Regions from separate parts of the Mus musculus genome. Here all the other regions are linked to region 3. The links are chromatin contacts, called in public targeted proximity ligation maps. All regions are on one chromosome and are shown on one strand. The core of a region is the stretch at or near the end of the contact, and the rest is flanking DNA. Distances in the headings are between cores, read along the strand shown. Region 1 has its middle 15 kb from the start of Fgfbp3. Region 2 has its middle 25 kb from the start of Gm41842. Region 3 holds the start of 4931408D14Rik (RIKEN cDNA 4931408D14 gene).

Region 1 (2,700 bases), core at 166-2,665, 360 kb before region 3:
TAAAATGCCTCCAAGTCATTGCCACAGAAATACAACTTGACTCAGAGCAGGGTCTCTGTTATGTTCTGTAAAAGGTTTGTTAATCTTAAGAAAGTCCACAAAGCTTTACGTAGGACCCATCAAGTTAAAGGTCAGTATGAACTGTTATGAGTCAGAGCTGACCACTAGGCAGCACTTCCTGCACCTGCGTATGAACTCATTGTGGGTTTGGTTTTTTTTTTTTTGTTGTTGTTTTTTTTTTTTTTTTTTTGAGGGGGGTTGTTTTTTTCCTTTATAAGCTGACAGAGAAAGATGTTCGTTGTCATAGCTTCAGCTCACGAAGTCTGAACTATGTTCCTGGTCTGATCAGTATTAGGGTGTGTGCTCAGTAAACCATCCCTGACTGAGACTGGCGTTCATGTAACCACATGCGGAGCAACTTATGGATCTCAACAATGTTCATGCTAGAAACCAAACAAACCTCTGTCCTCTGCAATAGCAACGAGTTTTCTTAATCATTGAGCCATCGCTCCAGCACCCACGTATAAGTTTTTGGAAGGAACTGTGCAGGGATGGAATTTCCCCCTCCCACCTGTTCCCCGGCTTCCAAAACCTTGACTCCTTAAGACTTCTCTGTCCAGGGTACCTACAGCATCCTGAACTCATCCTTCGGGAATACTGGGAATAAAGGTATTATGTGCTTTTCTTCAGGGTACTAGGCGGTCAGTCCCTAGTCACCCTTAAATCATTACAGACTCCCTGAGTATCACTGCTTGAAGTGACAGATTTGAGCTGTGTTTGGGCATTTCATTCTGCTCATCTTGCATGCTAATTTACTTTCTCTAGTTAAATGGATGGACTTAATCGAACTTTCTCTGTTATGATCGGATGCTAAAGGGAAGTTAGTCTAAAACCTCCTGATGGGTCAACTCCGAAGCCCTTAAAAGGAAACACTATTTTGTTTTACCAAATATCTCAGGGAATGTTGCCAGCGCAGGCTTATTAATAAAAAGGTCACAGAGCAGGCTCAGAGATTGGACCTCGGTTTTCTGGATTGTTCTTTTCATTTAGGTTGCCACAGATTAAAACCCGATTTCCTCATATATGTTTATATTTTGCAAAACATGACGTATAAAATTAAACAATGGCGACTCCTTTTTGTCCCGTAAACATGGACTTGATGAAAAGGCACACCACCTTTTGCAGCTGTGCCATGCTTTATTTCCAAAATGCAGACAAAGAAATTCACCAAACACCAGCGAGTTACATTTCGGAAGCTGTCAGAATGCGAGACGGGACGACCTGGCCTGCAGTACCACGGTAACTGTCCCCGATCTTGGCCCCACGTTTCTAATTGCAGCGACGCCCGTAGACTTCTTAATGTCCCTGCTTTGTAAGCCCACAGGGTCGCCTGAATGGCGGCGAAGGTAACGTGACCGTGCGGCGCCAGGGCGGCCGGGGAGGGGTGCGGGCTTGGCCAGTGGGAGGGTGGGACATGAAGAGGCGAAATCACCCCACTGGCATCAGACCACCCGACCCTTTGAGCGACGGAATGTGGGCCGAGCAGAGGCCCCTGGCCCACGATTAACCCTGTGCTCGCCGGGGCGGGGAGCGGGAGGGGAGTCAAGTTAGGGGGAAAAGGCGCTCCAGACACCTGACCCGCCCTGCTGGGACGAGTCGCGTTCGCCCTCCCTGGCTCGTGCATAGGACTTTATTGGTATATCTGTTTCTAGAGCCTCACTGTTTGGTCACCCTAATTCCATTTTCTAGAACCACAAGGTCTCACCGCAATTTAAATAATTTAGGAAACAGGAAATCGTGGAGCTGGGCTTCTCTCACTGGAAGATACGGCCCAACCTGGAGCCTAAAACGGCTGTCCTGTCGGGGGTGGGGGGTGGGGGCACATTTGTGATTCCGACCCTTGAGAAGCGGAGGCAGGAGGATTGTGATGCTAAAAAGATCACTGGGAAGTTTCCCCATCCAGAAGACTTTGAGAAACAGTTTCTCACAAAGTGAAAACAGATTGCGGGGTGGGGGTGGGGTGGAGAGATGGCCCAGTGCTCTTCCAGAGATCCTGAGTTCAATTCCCAGCAAATAGATGGTGGTTCACGACTATCTATAATGGGGTCTGATGCCCTTTTCTGGCACGCAAGTAGGTCACTCATACATAAGTCTTTTTTTTGTTTTTGGTTTTTTTTTTTTGTTTGTTTGTTTTTGGTTTTGTTTGTTTTTTTCGAGACAGGGTTCCTCTGTGCAGCCCTGGCTGTCCTGGAACTCACTTTGTAGACCAGGCTGGCCTCGAACTCAGAAATCTGCCTGCCTCTGCCTCCCGAGTGCTGAAATAAAGGCCTGAGCCACCACGCCATGACATCTGTCTCAAACCAGGTATGCCTGTAATCCTAGCACCCAGGAGGTCGAGGTAGGAGTAATAGTAAATAAGGGCCAGCCTCAGCTACACAGTGTGGTGGAGGCTATCCTGGACTATATAACACTTTATCTCAAACATGTGTGTGTGTGTGTGTGTGTGTAAGTACAGTGAATTGGAGGTTGGAGGCTATCCTGGACTACATGACACTTTGTGTCACACACACACACACACACACACACACACACATATGTATATTCATGTATATGTATGTACATATAATAAAATATTTCTTTCAAATTAAGTAAAAAAAATGAATAAATATAAAAGAAGATATGCAAGAAAAGGCTTTGTAA
Region 2 (2,700 bases), core at 11-2,510, 260 kb after region 3:
ACAGTCTTTGACAACTTTAAAACTTCACAAGAACATTTCTCTTTCATTTCACAGAAGCAAAACACATTACTTTCTGATTCATCTCTCTTAGTCAAGGAAGCAAGCTTCCACGTGTTTAGAGTTCCTGGATATTATAGTACTTTATTTATTGCTTGGAGAGTCTTAAGAAGAGGCTGGACTGAAAGACTATGAATTAACCCAGTGGTCCATATTACCTAAAAAGGAGAAAAGTTTAAAAACCCTGACCAGATGCTTTGAAGAAGGCAGATTATGAATATCTGGGTCAGAGACATCAATTCAGATACTAAAAAAGAAAAAAATTTGAGTTTTCTGTGAAGGAGTGAGGGAGGGAAAGAAAAAGACACACACACACACACACCACACACACACACACACCACACACACACACACACAGAGAGAGAGAGAGAGAGAGAGAGAGAGAGAGAGAGAGAGAGAGAGAGAGAGAGGAGACAGAATCCCCATCTTGGGTATACAGGCAATCCGGAAGGCTCAGCCTTGTTACCCACTGAACTTCCAGGATACTGGGCTCGAGAGCAAAGCCACACTGTGGGCTGCAGAGCGCTGACGTCCTGTTCTCCACAGGTAATGAGGATATTCTGGCTGGCCTGGCACTTAGCCATGCCAGGAAGCCCGCTGGAATCTTGACTTTGTGGATTAAGAAATGGCAGGAAGTTTACCAACGTCCGGAGTTCAGGAGCACAGCTTTGCCCTCAGGTCAGCAGTGGGAAGTCTTGGATGAAGGCTAACATGCTTATTTTTGCATAAACTTTGAACTCACTCTGATAGGCTATCGGTAAGTGGGTAGATTTGGTATGGGGAGGGATGGTTCGGGGGACACTAACAGACTTGCAACTTCAGAACCGCACGTTCATTGACTCAGCTCTAATGTCGCAGTCACCCACGGATACTCCTAGCCCGAGTCACCCCCTTGGCCTCGTGACCCTACTCATTTTGTTGGACTAGACGGAGCCTTTGTTCAAGTAGACTTTCTCTACCCTAGTCCCACAGCCGAACAAAGCTGGAACATGGCACAAAGCCAAGCTGGGCCTGGCTTTGTTCGATTTTGTTGTTCTTTTGTTCTTTCTCTGTGTCTCTGTCTCTATCTCTGTCTCTCTCCTTTCTGTCATGGACAGGGTCTCCTGTCGGTGAGGTCAGCTTCAAACTCTATGCTCTCCTGCCTCCATCTCCCAAATGCAGGGCTTCTGGGCAAGCGCTGGACATCTGGTCTCATTCTGGATCCCTTATCTCTATGGCCCTTCTGGCTTCTCAGCTCTTGCCTTGTATATTTCTCTAGGCCCTTATCTGTTGTTCTGTTGTGAGTGGATTATTTTATACCTTTATTTTTCTTCTCTTCCCACCTCATTGTTACAAGGACCTTGCTTCCTGTCTACTGAGAAAATAAAGTCAGCAGAAGGAAACTTCCATAGGTTTCCACAACCTTATAGATCCACTGACCAACATTTGGGTTCATAGACTATATTCTCTCTCTCTCTCTCTCTCTCTCTCTCTCTCTCTCTCTCTCTCTCTCTCCCTCCTTATTTTGTCTCCTTTAACTCCCCTCATCTACAGAAACTGCTCTTGTAAGACAGCCACTGCAGTGGAGTTTTTCATCTTGAGGTAACCTGAGATTTGAACCCACCCTTAGGATAGGAAGTAGAAGGATAGGCGTAGCCTGGTTGTCTAGTGACTTGGGGGGGGGGGCAGACAAGACCTAGCCTGCATTAGTCACATCTAGAAGTGTTTGTGAGTTTTCAATTAACAATATAATTTGTACTGAATAGAAAATTTGGTATAAAAGTAATGAGACTAAACGTATAGGTGTTCACTAAAGAGAAAGTTCATTACACCCAGGTTCTGAGGATGAAAACATTGTTACTATGCTCAGTTTCATTTACTGAGATGACATCATCACCATCATCATCATCATCACCATCATCACCACCATCATCATCACCATCACCACCACCATGATCATCACCATCACCACCAGACACATTTCTGTGCAACACAAACTTCAGATCTCTACAAAGGCCATTACTACTCTACTGCGAGAGCAAAAGAACCAGAAGGTTTTCTGAGGAATCAGAATTTGGCCAACGTGATATTGACCTATATTTGGACTTTTAGACTTATTTTTTTTTTAAATTGTTTGTATGCATGAGTGTTTGTGTGGAGGGTTGTGCACATGAGTGCAGGTGCTCCCAGAAGCCAGAAGAGGACACTGGATCCCCTGGAGCTGGAAATAAGAGGCTACTCTGAGCTGCAGGATTGAATTTAAGGGTTCTCTCTCTACACAAGCGGTAGATGCTCTTAGCTGATGAGCCATTTCTCAGCCCTGAAACACAGTCTTTTTTTTTTTTTTTTTTTTTTTTTGATACAGAGTTTCTCTGTATAGCCCTGGCTGTTCCTGGAACTCACTTTGTAGACCAAGCTGGCCTCAAACTCAGAAATCCTCCTGCCTCTGCCTCCTGAAACACAGTCTTAAACCTTAAATTTCACTTCCACCTCCAAGGCTATTTATTAACTGTAAGCCTAGTTATAAAGAGAGACTAGTTATAGGTGTGGAGAGATAGTTCCAAGATCTTTGTTCTGTGAAATTCAGGTCAGGGCATGTGGACACGGCTCACCTTTAAGATGACTTCTGATTGGTGGAAAGATCATGTTGCTTCAAATGCTGCC
Region 3 (2,700 bases), core at 185-2,684:
ACGAAACCTGATATATGTTAGCTTTTCAGCAAACACGAGAAAACCCAAATGAGTAGGCAGGCCTTGTGCCTCATCCTGTAATCCTATCACTGGGGAAGCTGAGGCAGGAGGATCACCTTGAATTCAAAACCAGTCTGGACTACATAGCAAGCTACTGCAGAGAAAGGTTAGAGACATGACTTAGGCTTAAGAAAACACACACTCTCTCACATACACATGTACACACATACACATACACATTCATTCATACAATATACTCATTCATATATATATATATATATATATATATATATATATATATATATATACACGCACATAGTTAAATATACACACTCACAATACACATAACACATTCATACACACTAACTCATATGTGTATATGTATAGTTACATATGCATACTCTCACATATTCATAACACAGTATACATTCATACTCATACATATATACACACTCATACACAAGCATTTACTCATATACTCACTCATATACACATACTCTTTTTTTATACACACATACACAATACACACTCATATACACAATTTAAATAATAAATATATTTATGAAATTGAAAGAGAGAGGTTAAGTCAGCAAGGTGTACCTGCAATTTTTTCCCCTGCTGAGTACTTAAAAGCTCTGAACAGCAGAATGGGGAGGGAGTCAGTCAGTCAATTGAGAATTCATGTCTGATCCCTAGCACACACACAAATCAGGCCTGGTAGCACACACTTGTAACCCCAGTGCGGGCAAGGCAAAGGCAGGACAGTCCCTAGGCTTTGGTGGCCAGCCAGCCTATCCTTCTTTGTGAGCACCGTTTCAAGAGCAAGATAGATAGCTCCTGGAAAATAATATCCAAGGACGACTTCTGCCGCCCTCCCTCGCCCCCCCCCAGCCCCCCCCCCCCACACACACACTGAAGGGATGAACAAGGACTCACTGCAAATAAGATTTACAGTGATACAGGTTACAATGCTCACTGCACGGGCAGACCATTGGAGATTTACTCTCCCAAGTGACGACTCAGCAAAGCTCTGGACTTCAGGGCCTCAGTCACCCCTGCAGGCAGCAAGGCTGTTCTGAAAAGAAGAGAATCCATAAGTGCCTAGGCGCCTAGCCACGCCCCATTCCCACAAACCCTTGTCTGCTCAGCATCCTGGATGGTAGCAGGTAATTTCGGTGTGGCTTTCAGGCTACCTTTACTGTTTCTGATTTCTTGTAGAAGTCCACATTGCAATTCCTTTCTGGGTGGCGGTTTGGTAACGTATCAGAATCCTTAACCGTGGTTGTTAGGCGCGAGGACCCACAGCTTCGTGGCTGTCCTGGGCTTCTCTGACCTCAGCTCCAGCTTCGAGGGACTCCGGGCTGACCCAGAGTTTGCCAGAGCTGCAGGAGGTGTTGGATCACTCAGAGAAGATGTTTGTGCAAAGCGAAAGTCTACTGAAAACTGCTCAACAAGGCACTGGACGCTATGGTCAAAGTGCACACGGTATTGCCAAACATCAAGAGTTTTGAAGAAGAGCCAACAACAGTTTTGAGCAATTTGGGTGAAGGAGGGCGTTCTTTCTGACTGGACATGTGACCCTTGCCCCTAGTTCCGGGCTGCTGTTCTGTGGATCCAACTCTTGTTTGTAAATCAGCCTCAGAGGCTGAAGATGTCTGTCTGCCTCCCAGAGGATGGGCGACTTCAGGGATAGGACTCAAAGAGAGCAAGCTCCGAGCTTCCAGGCACAGAGCCAGCTGGTGCAAGGAAAACGACCAGGGGCAAAAAGGAGCACCACACAAAACAAACGCAGTCTATTGTCCAAAAAGACCTACAGTCATTAATATGATCAAGCTGAACAGCAGGGAGTCAAAATAGCCAAGGGAACAGAAAACCATTTAACAAAAACACAAAAAAGGCTCAATCCATTAGCGCTCAATACTCCAGCAACGCACCAGACAGTAATCGACCTATCAGAGAGAAAATGCACAAAGCCAAGTGGAACCTAGCCAGTCCTAGCCGGTGCCGTTAGTCATCTGGATCTGTTGACATTTGAAGAACACTCATCCGACAAGTATGGGTGAACATCACTCTCAAATTCAGATAAAATATTCGCTGAGGTTACATTCCAGACTGAAAACCACACTTAAACAAGCTTAAAAACAAAAGCCCTAGAAAATAGGCGTCGGCATCTGGCATGATAACACTCACCTCTCATCCCAGCACTCAGGACTGTGAGCTAGAAGCTTGGCCTCTAGCAAGCCACTATCTGGAAGCAAACAAATGCATGATCTTGGAGTTGAGTGAAATTAAACTAAGAATAGTGGAAACATTGCCGGGAAACCTCTAAATATTTGACAAATGCACGCTATATTTCTAAACTGGTGACACATGCTGTTAGACCCAAATACTTGCCAGCAGAGGTAGGAGGATTTTTTTTTTTTTTGAGTCCACAAAGTCCAAGGTCATACTAGACTAGGCTTACCATCTTAGAATTGCAAAAAACAAAAGGCACATCACCACCCAAAACAAACCAAAATGAATTTATTTCTAAATGTCACATAGGTCAAAGATGTCTCAAGAGAAACCTGAATATTTTTTTTTTAAGATTTATTTATTTATTATATGTAAGTACACTGTAGCTGTCTTCAGACACTCCAGAAGAGGGCGTCAGATCTTGTTACAGATGGCTGTGAGCCACCATGTGGTTGCTGGGATTTG

The links.
Region 1: a contact with region 3 is called in a targeted proximity ligation map of embryonic stem cells, with 4 times the contacts expected there. A contact is called at or near these places in 10 of 39 promoter capture datasets (the 3T3-L1 cell line, the C10 cell line, cranial neural crest and 6 more), 7 of 484 Hi-C or Micro-C datasets (the G1E-ER4 cell line, the N1E-115 cell line and embryonic stem cells), 11 of 130 datasets of targeted methods (the NIH/3T3 cell line, astrocytes, cardiomyocytes and 7 more) and 2 of 9 other capture datasets (embryonic stem cells and macrophages).
Region 2: a contact with region 3 is called in a targeted proximity ligation map of pancreatic cancer cells. A contact is called at or near these places in 2 of 39 promoter capture datasets (pre-B cells and stem cell-derived epiblast-like cells), 1 of 484 Hi-C or Micro-C datasets (embryonic stem cells), 3 of 130 datasets of targeted methods (the NIH/3T3 cell line, bone marrow-derived macrophages and pancreatic cancer cells) and 1 of 9 other capture datasets (embryonic stem cells).

Annotation. Positions count from the first base shown.
Region 1 is chr19:36,902,931-36,905,630 of GRCm38.p6, forward strand. No RefSeq gene overlaps it. Among named protein-coding and RNA genes, the nearest start is that of Fgfbp3, 15 kb to the right of the region's middle.
Region 2 is chr19:37,520,326-37,523,025 of GRCm38.p6, forward strand. No RefSeq gene overlaps it. Among named protein-coding and RNA genes, the nearest start is that of Gm41842, 25 kb to the right of the region's middle.
Region 3 is chr19:37,262,661-37,265,360 of GRCm38.p6, forward strand. It overlaps 4931408D14Rik (RIKEN cDNA 4931408D14 gene), which reads right to left and starts at 1,435. Exons shown (of 3, transcript NR_040299.1): 1 at 1,194-1,435; 2 at 937-1,075.